Linked DNA regions of Rattus norvegicus: region 1 is linked to region 2. Evidence: chromatin contacts called from public Hi-C data. All regions are on one chromosome and are shown on one strand. Each heading gives the region's core, a stretch centred on a gene start, on an enhancer-like site or on the middle of the called end of the contact. The rest is flanking DNA. Distances are from core to core; before and after follow the strand shown. Region 1 holds the start of Ogfrl1 (opioid growth factor receptor-like 1). Region 2 has its middle 17 kb from the start of Mir30a.

Region 1 (4,570 bases), core at 1,142-3,641, 120 kb after region 2:
ACTTGCAGATTGTATCTCTGATTTCTTTTGAAGTCAATCTTCACCAGGAACTGTGGGTAGCAGTCTCTCTTCTTCAGCCTACCCCACGACCCGACTTTAAAATGGGACTATTAGGAACTTTCCAACTAAATTTCCATCTACTCCATTCCCATCTCAGTGGTCACCCCAGGGACTTCCCTGCAATTCTGAACCCCTTAAGGCCTTCCACCCTGGAGCAGTGTTAACACTTGGCTATCAGAATACCACACTCCCCTGCCTTGCTTCCTGTACCACTGCTCCCCTCTTTTTTGGCTCCTCCTCTTAATCACACCCCCTTACAGAGGGTGAGAAGGCTGACCCACATCTCTCATGACTCCTTGATGACCTCTTATCCTCCATTGATTCCTTTTTTTTTAAAGTACAACTATATCCTAAATGCTTGCCTTTAGCTCCAGTCCTAGACTGAGTATCCACTTATAGAGACCATCAACTACTCGCCTATCCACTTGGGTGTCTAATGGGACAGAAAACTTAACAGAAGCCTTAACTTAACCTCTGAGGCATCTCCCGCCCCAGGCTTCCTCACCTCAGCTAATGGTACCATCTTTTGTCTAACATTTACAGAGATGGATGAGAGCAAAGACAGCTGGTCTTTGGCCTAATTAAGGGGGAACTGACCTGTCCACGTAGTGCACGAATAGGGTGAGGAATCAAAACGATGTCGCTAAGATTGCCTAAGAAGTCTGGTGGAACTTCTGGAAACAAAAATTAACAAATTAAAGGATACTCTACTTTTACTCAAGTTGTAGGGCAGTGGTTGAAATGTTATTTTACAATTGACCTAGTTAATTGATTACCAAGTTGTTTACTATTATTATTATTATTATTATTATTATTATTATTCCAAACTTCTGTCCGTGGCTATATACTTGGAAGACAAATGGAAGGATAAAACACTGAAATGTGCCGTGCGACATTGTTTCGGGTTTGAGCACACAATACTAAGTGCAAAATAGAAACCGGAAGACAAGGCAAGGATGGTCACGATTTCACCCAGGAGGACCAAGGCCCACACTTTGGCCCCGGACATACTTCAGCTTGCATCTTCTCTCCCTGTATGCTCTGGGCAAGATTTTCTCTGAAAGCCTCAACTCGGTTCTCCAAAATGGGGACGTGGAATGGAACGAATGCCCCTGGATAGCATTCCTTTCAATAACATGCTCAATTAGCTCGGATGGGAAGGCTCGAACTTCCTCGAAAGGTGATGTTTCCCCTAAAGTCACATTGGCTCCATTTTCCTTCAAGTTATAAAAGGGAGGCCTAATACAGAACCTCCAACCTTAAACGCTGCAGACTTCTTTAAAAATACACAGTTCCTCCTTTTAAAAGTTTCTGAAGCCACAAGAGGTTAAGGGAAGCCATCTATCTCTCTTCTAACCTATCTATCTAATTGTATTGGTCAACTGAATTAAGCTTGGTTGGATCAACAAGTCTTCTGGGTGAAACGAAATGTTTAAGGAATACTCGAAGTCGTTGAAAGGTCTCTCTTGGGGAAAAAAACGGTGTTATTTTTAAGTTTGCTTGGGAACCTTCTGCGATACTTTTAATGGTCATAGACCCCCGCTTGGGGGGCAGGGGAGGCTTGCGGGGCCGCTCCACAACTGCAGTTGTCTTAATCTGAATAATATTTTAATTTTGTAAAAAAAAAGATGAAAATAAAAATCAATTAACACGCACCGGCCGGGTCCTCAGAATCTTCTATTTTTAGTCTAGTTCCTCCCACCCCACCTTCGCATCACCCAGCTGCGCTGCAGAGGCAGAGAGAACAAGAGTGGAGTCGAGGTTTGCCTTGGGGGACTTCCCTGCGGTGCTCACAGCAAGGCCCCCGGGCCAGCAGCGAACCACCGGGCGATCCTGAACACCGCAGGCTCCCCCAGGTACCGGCGCCACGAACGCCGAGCATCCCGCCCTGCACCCCCCGGGGGGCCGCGCACAGTCCCCTCCCTCGTACTGGGCGAACTGCCCCTCCGGGCCCACTGTGGGTCCGGGGGCCGCGTACCTGCTCCGCGCCCGCCGCCTCCGCGTGGTCCTCGGGCACCGGACTGGCGCGGGGTCGCCCTCCGGCTCTCTCGGGAGGCTGCTCGGGCTGCTCCCGCTCGTCCTGCTCCTGGCCCTCGCCACCGCCTGCCGGCCCCGGCTGCTCAGGCTCGGGCTCCGAGTCGGTCTGCCAGGTGGAGTCGCAGTCCTCCACGGTGGTGGGCTCGCGGAAGCTGACCCCGCCGAGCAGGTTGCCCATTGAAGAGGCGGCGGCGGGCGCGGGCTGCGGCAGCGCGCTAGGGCCCGGGCATGGCCGCGCTCCGCTCGCTTCGGGCGCAGGCGGCAGCTCGCCCGGCCCGCGCCGCACAGCTCAACGCGGCCGCCGGCGCTCCGGCGCACAGGCGGGGAGGAGCCGGGCGCCCGGGGGCCGCCGCCGCACGAGTCCCATCCCGCCCATGCCGCCGCCGCCCCGCCCCGCCCCAGCGAGGCCAACCCACTCCGGAGCGCGCTGGACCAGCTCCACCGGGACGGGCCCCCCTCCACGGTCCCCGGGAGTGGCCAGGGGTCAGCTGCTGCCCCGCCCCCTTTGGGTCTGGATCCGCCCCCTTGGGGCTCCTCCCAGCCAAGCGGGATGTCTGATCCTGCCCAGGTCAGAGAGAGGAAGGAGGCATCTCCATCAGCAGGCGGGTCCTGCCCACACCCCAGCCCCCAACGGCGGATCCAAGAGGAAGACAAATTAGCCGCAGCCGAAGACAAAAGCTAATCGTGACAGTGCACCCTCTAAACAGGAAATCCAAGCTTCGGGAACAGTACTTAAGGCCACCTAGAGTCTCTGCGGTCTATAAAATAAAAGTCAGAGCTCTCTGTCCCCTCATCTAAAGAGCAAACTTCTCTCAAAACCAAAGGAACAAGAAGAATTAGACCAGCACCTTTATTCATCTGTGAGTAGTCCACATTTGTGCTCGGGGCAGAAAAATCTCGGAATAGGCTGGAGTGCTAAGGACTATAGTCCTAAGGTCCAGAGGCGACCATGCTGCAAGAATAGTTCAAGGCAAAATAACCAAAGAATCCGAAAATGGTAGAGCGTGAAATAAATCCAGTGAAACAGTGGCCCTCTGCCTGCACATGAATCTTGACGGGACTTTTTCTGCTGTGGGACATTGCCTGGGATTATAGGTTATTAGATGTATCGATTGCACTCAGAACTAGTAATTTAAAAACAAATTACAAATCCAGGTAGATGGTCATTGCTTAGGGAAGACTCAGCTAGCAGATCCCTCTCCACAGATAGATCAACAGTTGCATCTTTCCAAACATTACAGTTTCTGGCTTTGGAAATGTCAGGTAGCTTCTTGAGACCCCAGTAGTTTCCTCATCTTCAAAATGAAGCCAGGCTTTTCTCTCTGGAGTGACATCTAGCTTCACCTTTAATGACCATATGACTAGCAGAGGCTCAAAACCTAATAATACACGCAAAAAGAATGTTCTGGTCAGGATATCATAAAAATTGATGATATTGAGGTGAAGTCCTTCTTGTCAGCCCCAAACAAAGTAAGAACCAGACAGTATTATTGGGGGAGGGGCGTTTGAGGTTAAGTAGTTTTTTTTTTTTGTTTTGTTTTGTTTTTTGGCTCATATGATCTGTGTTTTTTTTTTTTTTCTTTTCTTTTCTTTTTTTCGGAGCTGGGGACCGAACCCAGGGCCTTGTGCTTGCTAAGCAAGCGCCCTACCACTGAGCTAAATCCCCAACCCCCTGTGTTTGTTTTAATAGACCAGCTGACTTCGTGTACCTCTCCCACTCCTGGGGGCGAGGGGTGGGGAGTTGGATTATCTGTAACAGTAAGACTGCAGCAGCCCATATAAATGTTCACGCAGATTGTTTTCCTGGCAAGCCTACCTACTGTACAAGTGAACCCATCTCCACTTCTTCCTCCCTCCTCCAAACCCCCAATCCTGATATTCAAGATGATTATGTAAATTCATCTCTTTTTAAATTTAGAATCTTATCCTTCCTCAAACCCTCTTGACTATATCTGCAGTTAATTCTTGTTTGTCTCCTCTCTCCCAATGCTCTGCTCTTCCCACTGCTCATTCCCACCTGGTAATGTGGTGCCAGGTCACTGTGGGGAACCTCTGATTGTGGTTGACAATGACTTGTTGAGAGGAAAAAAAAAATATGGGGCAGCTGTAAAACAGATCAATCCAACACCGTTAAAATCCAGGGATTCCGTTGGTCTTCCATTGGTACTGGACTAGAACATTTCACTAGTCCAAGGGCAAAGCTGGAAGTCTAGTGGTAATGTGGTGCCCAGGTGCTCTACCCGTTTGCCTGGTTGTATTGTAGAAGTCCATTGTGCTGTCTTTGCTCTCCTGTAATTAAGAATCTACTTCCCCTGCTCCCAGAATGCCTTAGTTGCACTGAGTTCTTTGTTTAGGGTTGAGGCCCCATGGGACTTCCCCCTTTTCCTGTTAGCATGTTTGTTGGTGCCATCCCTGCCCAGGGCAAGCTCATGAGTCTTCCTGGGTGGAGCTTCCCTGATGTGTCTAGAAGAGG
Region 2 (4,062 bases), core at 1,485-3,984:
CTGGATCCTCAGGCAGTTCAATGTCCAATTTTCTGAGGAACCTGCAGACTGATTTCCAGAATGGTTGTACCAGTCTGCAATCCCACCAACAATGGAGGAGTGTTCCTCTTTCTCCACATCCTTGCCAGCATTTGTTGTCACCTGAGTTTTTGATCTGAGCCATTCTCACTGGTGTGAGGTGAAATCTCAGGGTTGTTTTGATTTGCATTTCCCTTATGACTAAAGATGTTGAACATTTCTTTAGGTGTTTCTCAGCCATTCGGCATTCCTCAGCTGTTAATTCTTTGTTTAGTTCTGAACCCCATTTTTAATAGGGTTATTTGTCTCCCTGCGGTTTAACTTCTTGAGTTCTTTGTATATTTTGGATATAAGGCCTCTATCTGTTGTAGGATTGGTAAAGATCTTTTCCCAATCTGTTGGTTGCCGTTTTGTCCTAACCACAGTGTCCTTTGCCTTACAGAAGCTTTGCAGTTTTATGAGATCCCATTTGTCGATTCTTGATCTTAGAGCATAAGCCATTGGTGTTTTGTTCAATTCCTATCTATTTTAAGAGAAAACTGATGGTTAAAAAAAATACCCGGTTGGAGATTTAGCTCAGTGGTAGAGCGCTTGCCTAGCAAGCTCAAGGCCCTGGGTTCGGTCCCCAGCTCTGAAAAAAAGAAGAAAAAAAAAAAAAAAAAAAGAAAAAAAGAAAAAAGAAAAAAGAAAAAAAATACCTAGGTGGAAAAACTATGAAGACCAAGAAAATGCTCATTGGCTGCCGATGGGCAAGTATTTTGACAGTGAAGTTGAGAAGAAAACCACACTGTAGGCCGCATTGTACTTGGCACGGGATCTTACAGAAAACAAAGTGCTTGATAACTATCTTGGCTGGATCTCACCCAATGAGGCAGCGAGAGCCTGGCATATTGTTCTCTTGTTACAGTTAGTCATTAACCAGTGTGCCCCAAATCAGGCCAGAACCTGGATCTTTTTGACAAAAACTGAGTCCTGGATATCATCCTTTCTCTTCAAGTTAGTCACAGTGCATTTCAATTGTAAAATAAGGGTGGTAGGAGAGTGCTTTTTTGTTTGACTAGTTCTCTCTCTCTCTCTCTCTCTCTCTCTCTCTCTCTCTCTCCCCCCCCTCTCTCTCACGCACACACACCCCATCCCCCCTCTCCTCCATTGCTTCACTTTACAGATCATTCTTTCAGAAATGACATTTACGTAAAGACACATGTAAAGATATTTTAAAAAGCAGTTTATTGTCAAAATAAATAGAGGACAGCAGCTATTTGAAGTATACAAAAAGACAAAAGTTTTATTCTAAATTATGCAAATGTGTGTTTTGGAAATTTTTTATCACCATGTAGTCCATTTTCCAAAAGGAAGTCAATAAAATTATTGACTTCATAGAAAATGAAAAATGAGTAATTTTGGTTGTAGTAGTTTGAATAAAGTGTTTCCCATTGTCTCCAGCCTTTGAGTCCCCAGCCCTAGTGAGTGATGTTGTCTGGGGAGGCTTAGGAAGTGTGATCTTATTGGAGGAGGTATTTCTCTGGAAGTTGGCTTTGAGAACAAAACAAAACAAAAACAAACAAACAAACAAAAAAACCAAAAAAACCCCAAAAAACTGCTTGCCATTTTGAGTTGCCTTTCTCTGCTTCCTTTCGGTTTGGGAGTTAAGATGTGAGTCCTAGGCTTCTGTTCCTGCAGTCACTCCCACCTGCTGCCCCCAACCCCATTATTCATGAACTCTTATCCGTGTGGTACTTCAAGCCCAAATAAATCCTCCTGTAAGTTCCCTTGGTCATGGTGGGTTTTTTTTTTTCTTCCACAGCAAGCATAGGCTGCCTATATAAAATAAGGAAATAGCTATGCAGCCTTTATTTATTGCAAGTGTGACCGCCATCTTTAACCAATGCCCTTTTTTTTTTTTTTTTTTTTTTTTGGTAGTCAGAGGTATCTTACAAATATATCCTCTTTATCTATACCCTTCCATTCAGGTATTTCACCCAAGTTTCACTGAATATAGTTTGTGGGACTTTATTTTAGAAATGAGGTTCTCAACTGGATACTGTGATGAGTTTTTGATGCCAGCACCCAGGAGGCCAAGGGAAGAGGGTTAAAGCAGATTGAATTACACAGAAAGGCCCCATCTCAAAACGGCAACATAATAACAATGAGGTTGGTGATAAAAACGATTCCTATACTGTGCTCACTTTTTAAATCTTAAATGCAGTTTTCCTTCAGGAAAAGAAAAATCATTGCTATGGCACTGGTGGTCTGAGGTTTTTTTTTTGTTTTTTTTTTTTTTTTAATTAGGACAGAAACTAACGTGTTTGAGATACCTGGCGCGGTCTGGCTAATTCTTTAAGAACATAGATGTCCAAGACTGCAGAAACAGCGATTTGAGTGCTGCCTGCTTATGTATTCAGTTTTCTAATAGAAACGCCTTACTTAACTTTAAAAATTAATAATGTTGATTAATAACGTTCCAACCCATGTGTGCAGCTCTCTAGTATGAGAGCAGTCTGGGTCGAGGGCGGGGATCTTGCTGAACCTCACAAGCACGCGTCACCTGCTTACAATGAGGGCAGTCTGGCTCCAGACCTGCCCAGGCCTACTCCCTCCGCGACGCCGCCCGGCCGGACTGGACTTGCTCTGGGCGGCAGGATCAGGTCCCACCTCTGGGCTATGAACGGTTCGCTCCTCGAGGATCAGGGCGGGTGTGTAGCCGGAGTCGCTTCCTATTGGCCTCCTTGCCGGGCGTCCCGACGTCTGATTGGGCTGCCCCGCCTCCCCACGGGCTGAGCTCATTGGACGGCGCCAGCCGAGGGGGCGGAGCGCGTTCCCCCGGGTTCTTGAGCGAGCGCGCCCGGCCGCTGAGCCGGGCTGAGGCGCGGGAGCGGGGCTGCGCGGCGGGCTGCGGAGGTAGGGAGCGCGGCGGGCGGCGCGGGAGTCGAGGGCGGCGGGCCCGCGGCTGGTGGCTCTTGTCCCGCGGGCGTCCGGGGCGAGAGGAGCTCGCCGCAGTCCTCGGCCGGCAGGGACGGAGCTGCCGGCGCGCCGAGCTCTTCACTGTCCTGTCAGCCGCGGTCACCACACACACACACACACACACACACACACACACACACACACACACACACACACACACACACACACACACACACACACACACACACACACACACACACACACACACACACACACACACACACACACACACACACACACACACACACACACACACACACACAGACACACACACACACACAGACACACACACATTCGCACACGCGCGCGCACGCACACACACACATTCACACACACACAAAGAGCGCGGAGGCGGTGCGAGGAGGCTCGCCCGGCCCGCAGCGCTCAGGCCGTGGAGACAATGCGGCGGGCCGGACTCCGCGACGTGCGAGCCGGGAAAAGTTTGCGGCGTCTCCTCCGGCTGGGCCGGGCCCGGCCGCGGCTTTGAAGAGCCAGCTTCGGGACGGGGCCCGCGAGCTCGGGCGCCTGCGCGGCCCGAGGCATGAGGAGAGCCTTTAATACTTTTTTTTTTTTTGGAGCGGGCAGGGAGAACAAATACAAGTGCGGTCGGGCGAGAGGCGCTGGCGTGCCGCTGACGCGGGGACGGTATCCGTGGGAACCTCTCGGGGGCGAAGGCTGCCCAGGGCCTGGCGGGGGCGGGGTGGAGAGGTTAGAAGGTCGCAGAGCTGCGCTGCTTGCGACTGGCGCTGCTTGACCTTGGACCAATGATTTAACCGCTTAGATCACCTCGTCGGGGATCTGGGAGGCGAGAGCTGCTCCGAGAGAGTCTTGTAGCTTTGAAATGTGTCTTCGATGGAGATTTTTACCCTCTCCGAGCCTCGTTGTGGGTGCGGGAGTTGTGCAATGGTAGGCCAGGATATATTTTTATATGCACCCAGGACTCACCCTTCAGCCTTGCTCAGAAGTAACTTTTAAGTCGGGTCGCTTAAAAACACCGATCCTAAAACGTTATCCATAGTGCAAAATAAGGTATCCATTACTTTATTTGCAATTCTTAACACCTTGCTACCCTGTTTTGAAGTA

What was found. Hi-C and Micro-C count contacts between places; a contact is called where the count stands out from the background.
Region 1: a contact with region 2 is called in a Hi-C map of liver, with 4 times the contacts expected there. The contact joins the promoter of Ogfrl1 here to the enhancer-like site in region 2. A contact is called at or near these places in 2 of 12 Hi-C or Micro-C datasets (liver and mammary epithelial cells).

What each region holds. Positions count from the first base shown.
Region 1 is chr9:33,336,264-33,340,833 of GRCr8, forward strand. Ogfrl1 (opioid growth factor receptor-like 1) reads right to left here and starts at 2,392. Exons shown (of 7, transcript NM_001025708.1): 1 at 2,039-2,392. The coding sequence starts at 2,275.
Region 2 is chr9:33,214,982-33,219,043 of GRCr8, forward strand. No RefSeq gene overlaps it. Among named protein-coding and RNA genes, the nearest start is that of Mir30a, 17 kb to the right of the region's middle. Within about 2 kb of position 2,735, at least 91 of the 93 cell types and tissues checked have an H3K27ac peak or open chromatin away from gene starts, as enhancers often do. A contact at or near this core is called in liver, where this site is marked.